Regions from separate parts of the Anas platyrhynchos genome. Here region 1 is linked to region 2. The links are chromatin contacts, called in public Hi-C maps. All regions are on one chromosome and are shown on one strand. Each heading gives the region's core, a stretch centred on a gene start, on an enhancer-like site or on the middle of the called end of the contact. The rest is flanking DNA. Distances are from core to core; before and after follow the strand shown. Region 1 overlaps LOC110351475 (a long non-coding RNA gene). Region 2 overlaps NUDT4 (nudix hydrolase 4).

The links. A called contact is a pair of places that touch in the nucleus more often than the background predicts.
Region 1: a contact with region 2 is called in a Hi-C map of subcutaneous adipose tissue, with 2.1 times the contacts expected there. The contact joins two enhancer-like sites. A contact is called at or near these places in 4 of 8 Hi-C or Micro-C datasets (F1 follicle, liver, skeletal muscle and 1 more).

What each region holds. Positions count from the first base shown.
Region 1 is chr1:47,692,616-47,695,315 of IASCAAS_PekinDuck_T2T, forward strand. The region is part of intron 4 of LOC110351475 (a long non-coding RNA gene); the gene reads left to right. Among named protein-coding and RNA genes, the nearest start is that of EEA1, 28 kb to the right of the region's middle. Within about 2 kb of position 1,291, at least 1 of the 8 cell types and tissues checked has an H3K27ac peak or open chromatin away from gene starts, as enhancers often do. A contact at or near this core is called in subcutaneous adipose tissue, where this site is marked.
Region 2 is chr1:47,565,981-47,568,680 of IASCAAS_PekinDuck_T2T, forward strand. All of the region lies in intron 2 of NUDT4 (nudix hydrolase 4), which reads right to left. Among named protein-coding and RNA genes, the nearest start is that of NUDT4, 18 kb to the right of the region's middle. Within about 2 kb of position 1,436, at least 1 of the 8 cell types and tissues checked has an H3K27ac peak or open chromatin away from gene starts, as enhancers often do. A contact at or near this core is called in subcutaneous adipose tissue, where this site is marked.

The DNA.
Region 1 (2,700 bases), core at 41-2,540, 130 kb after region 2:
TCCTGTCCATAGAATCAATCCTAGAAAATTAAGTTACTCTTAATACTTTAAGAAGGGAACATATTAATTTTAACTACTGTATTCTATTAAAAAGGAAATGCAAATATGTTCCTGATACTAACTGAGAAATATTGCCAGTAGAGTTTGATTTGTGTAGGTCTGTGTATAACATATGTACGATGAGTCTATTATGTACTTAGATATTTTTGATCCATGGGCCTTGGCTCTCGTAACCACCTTTAATTTGTACCTGAAATCAGTGATATAGCTGTGATTAGAGGCTGACAGTTTGGTACAGGTTTCTAGTCAAAGCCCTTCCTTGCTGGTAAGGCAGCTTTTCTGTGTTGCTTGTGTGGAACCGCTGAAATGTATTAGGAATTTTGACAATTAAGAACCACGAACTTGTTCTTTCTTCCATATTTGCTAGGACTGGAAGTCTTTCCAGGGATACATTTAATGTTAAAGTTGAAGTAACAATAAGAGTCTGGCCTAATTGGAGACTTCAGCTTCTGCTGAGTCTATATGGGAATATTTTACTCTGTTTAGGAATATTATCCTCAAATCTGGGCTGTTCAGTGTCAGTCATGCAGTTCAAAATATCAGCTCAGGCTTCATTATTGTGTTGATTTTAATAAACATAGTCTCTGGCACCTCAAGATTTAGTTTACTTTGTATTTGGCTTACAAATTATGTTTTCAACTCCAGTGAGTAGAAATGAGAGACTGAGAACAGACTCAGATGTCTGCTCACAGACTTTCTTTAGGTTGCATCTAGCCTCTCACTGACCTATGATGAGCATGAGGGGCTGAGTAGTGCTCATAGGGCAGTCTTGAATTCTGTTGGGCTCATGCAGAATTGATAAGCTAGGTGTCAGGATGAATTATCACTCAGGTGCTTATCATTCTTCATGGACTACACAGAAAGACTAGTGTGACTGGGATTCCAACTCAGATGTCTGCATTAAATACCTACTGCTAGATGGGATGAATCAGGTCTTTTTTTTTTCACGTTGGCAGTAATGCTAATGAAGATCAATTGCATAAAGAAACGTTCAGCACATCAGTACCAATCAAGAACTACTATGGAATTTACTCAGAATATTGTGATCAGGGGTTGCTCTCTTTGTCAGTTATTTTGAATAACGTCTTGAGTTTTTTTTTGACAAATATGGAAATACGGTGAAAAATAGGAAAGCTGGATCCAAAGTAGGTGAGTTGATTCCAGCTTTGTTCAGGCTTGATCTAAATCTGAAGAGAGTGCCTTTCCACAAGATGCTGGGTGGAGACACCCTGGGTTCTGCAGCTCAGCCAGTCTGGCTATTTCACTTGGAAAATTCTGCTTCGTTTATGCTTCTGCTCAGGCCAACTTTGTGCTAGCTTCTGCTTTCTAACAGATGTGCAGATTCACCTGGCTCCTATATATTTGGTAGAGAATTCCCCTCCTGAGTTCAATGGATGTGAAAATAGAAAATAAGCAGTACTTATTATGTCTTTCATCTATATCTGCATACTCTGTTAAGTCCTCGTACAGAAGTTCCCCTTGTAGAGAGAGGAAATCGTAGTTGTGAAGGGGCTGGACCGGGAGCTGATTCTTGCTTCTCTGAGGGTTGGGCTTGGCATAGAATTCATTAATCTGCAGCTCTGGCTTAGGCAGGCATTTTCCTCCCTCCTTCCTCCTCCTTTCCTTTCCTCCACTTGGCTGCTTGTCCTTGTCTGGCTCTCACCCCACCATGCTAGCACAGTTGTGAGTAGAACTGCTGAATAAATTGGACTGGGGAACTGGTCCAGCTAAAAAAAGATTATTATATTGGAGGTCCAGATTATATTTCAGCTGAATCACTTCCTTAGGAGACTACACAAATGTTTGTGCTGGGAGGGCAGTGCAAGAAGCTGGATTGGACATGGAGTAGGAATGGCTTCAGCTGGCAAAAACATCATGGCTGCCAAAGCCTCAGTCACAAGAAAGTGCTCTCAGAGCGAGGGCAAACCTGATCGAGTGACCTGATAGACTATTGGCAATGGACCTGCTTTGAGCAGGGAATTGGATAGATGACCTGAAGAGATCCCTTCCAAACTGAAATATTTTCTGGTTCCATGATACAAACTTAAGTCCTGTTTCAGACATCCTTTGGCTTTGTAAATTTGGCACCTCATCTTTTGAATTTATCTGTGATGCTTTTGCAGTTGTATTTTTTCAAGAGATGAATACAGAGTTAAGATCACTACTGTTCAAAAGAGGTAGAGGCCTTCTGACCATCTGGTATGCTGAACATAGTAAAAGCCACAACACATCCATCCCTGTTTTCCTTAGTAGGAGGAACACACTTGTGACTTTCCTTTACTCTTTTTTACCTTTTTCTTAAGTAAGATTTGCGAATGTGGCACTGAGTACTGTTGTATTTTGATTTGTTACAGCTTAATTGTAAATAATGTGAAAGCTGAAAGGATGTTGTCTAGGCAGAAACATTAGACAACCCCCTACCTGTTCTGTTGTCACTTTCTGTGATACCCATGCTTCTGAGCCTGTTGTTGCATAGCAAGTGGCAAAGCAGGCAGTGCCTTCAGTGATGCGGGACTGTCCCTCACAGCCATTTATCAGCTCTCTGGTTCAAGGCCACCGTGTGTTGGAAGTAGATTGCATGGGCACATTGACTGTATACCTACCTCTGTTTCCTTCTTTGTGCTGTGATGCTGGTGTTGA
Region 2 (2,700 bases), core at 186-2,685:
TTATAGTACCTTCTGAAGAAGAAGCAGAACTTAAAGAGGCCAGAAGTTAATGTCTATCCTCAGTTTTTGCCCTTCTTCTCAAGCAGCAAAATCTAGGAATCACTATATTCTTCAAGATTTCTACTTGAAATAAATGAAAAAAAAGAAAGCCACCCAAAAACATCCTCCCAAACTTTCAGGAGTTTAGAATTAGCCAAGGCCTTATTTATATCAAAGATCTGGGAAAGCATTTACATCCACTACTATCACGGGCAGGACTCTGACAACAAGAATGCTGACAGACAAAAAAAAAAATCACAAGAAACACAGGAGAATTTCTCTGAACTAGTGAGTGGGAGTCTCAAAATTAACTAACACATGGCACAAACACCATTACCAATATTAAATAGCTTTCTTGCAGAGCTTTCTTTTTCTCTCCATTTCTTAGTGTCCCATATTCACAATGTGAATCTATCATCAATTTCACAAGGAGCACAAGGAATTTACTTTTTAACAGCTTCTGTTCTCCCTCCATACAAATCAGTGGTTTAAACAAATACTCAACTGAGTAACTGTGAATGAAACAATTAGCTGCACTCCATGACATTAAGTGTAAAAATCCCCCAAAGCTCAGAATGAAGCTTTTGCCCAACCAGATGGTGTCACGTAGATGTGATCTCTCACTGATTTCTAGTTAATCTCTAGGCAAAAGATACATGCTTCCAAAACGTAGCACCATTCCTTCAGACAGAAGCATTTTTCAAAACTTTCATACCCCAAAATATAAAAAGGCAGCAACTTCTAACAGAGACAAAAGTCTCATAACTTTTTTCCTCTGCAAATAATCTATTCTGACCTTGACTGAATCATCTTCATAATTTAAAAAGTGCCATTAAATTGACAGACCATTAAAAAGTACTTTTGCTAACAAAAATATTTCCTCCAGGTTCTTTCCTTTACATAGTAACTTCAAAATAAATCATAAATGAGTCCTAGAGGACCAAGAAATGCTTTATCTTTTTCCTGGAATGTCAAATAAAGTTCCTACACTCCCAGTTTTAAGCTTTTAACTCAACACGATAGCAAATTCTAGAGTTTGAACAATTTCATCTTTCTTCCCACAGCCATTATGTTGTTAAAACAAAACACAGCTTTTTAAATAAAAAAAATCCAAAGGCTACTTGAAGACACTAAACTTCAAGAGGAAGTTTGAATAAACAGCATTTCCTTTATCAGACAAGTTACTGCATGTCTATAAGCACCAGGTAGATTTCTTCTATTTCAGATTCCTTAAATCTGAATGTATACATGTATTTAATATTAAGTCTAAATCCAACCGCAGGAGTAAACACTTTATCTCGTATTTTTTTTGGCCTGGAGGTCACTCACTGCTGGCCGATCCTGATCCACTGCCCTGCAGGAGGTGCAGTCATGCTTGCCTTGGGTTTCCTGTAGATGGAGCAAGAGTCACACTGGAATTTTATTTTTAGGCTAACAGTCTACCAGGGCAGAAAGTTGCTTAAAATCTGCAATACAGAAGAGTTATTTTAACTGTGGGATCTGTTGGATAGTACTTTACTGGCTACTCTCCTGAAAAGACAGTGCAAGGCTACCCTTGCTCTCTTCTGCATACTTTTATAGAACTCAGTGTTTCATTGTGCCTGTCAAAATCTTTAATTTGAAAGGATGTTATTTTTTTCTTTTAAGTATCTACATAGTTCCAGTCTGGAACACCCAATCATTTTTCAACTATTAGCTGCTCACTAAAGCAGATTCCTTTATTTCCTTTGAGAGGTCTTAGATAACATTACTGGCACTTACACTGCTGCAGCAGATTAACCATCAGAATCTGCCTCCTCTTCTCAGAAGCTGTATTCCCACAGGTCAGGGAGGAATTGAATGTTTTTTGGCTGGCAATTCAGTATACTACTAGGTACAAATAGAGCAAGAGTCTTTTTAGTGAGATGGAAGAAAAGGGAACGGGAGGGTGTTTATTCCTTTTGAGAGGAAGATCGTAATCATTTAATCACCATTATTTCTGTTGTGTTTCCCTTTGAACACCCTGTGTGCAAGCAATTCCCATTTCTACCTTTCATACTACCTTGTTGAAGACTAAGCTCCAAATTCACTAACAAAGTAGCTCCACAGTTAAACAAGGTTTAATATGTTTCTGGGACTGCTTTATACTGTAATTTCACTTTGTTATCCTAGTTTCAGGTTTGTACAAACTTGTACCAAAGGAATTGTTACCTAAGGAATCTTAGCTACTATAACCCATAAAAGACAGATGTTCAATTTATAGAAAATAACAATGATAAAGCAGAAACATTATTTACTAGATGTAAAAACCCCAATACAAACAGAGCTTAAGGATAAAAAAAAAAATCTGAAGTCACACAATCTGACTGTAGGACTGCAGTGCATACATATTTGACTACATTTGATCTTCGTCTGTGTTTTAAAACAAGGATTTTAAATGCTCCATTTTGGTGGGGAACCAAGGGACTTTTAGAGCCAGTGGGCTCTCGTACTGTGAACTATTAACACTCCTACCACTAGGAACTGCCACTACAACACCCACGATCTGTTTCTCCGTTTTAATAAATTAATGGTAACTGACGGTTAGTTTATGCATGACCCAAGACTGAAGAAACACAGTTCAAACCAGTGCCACAGTGTGCCTGCTTTGAAGTTTATTCATTCACAAAACCCTTAACAGTT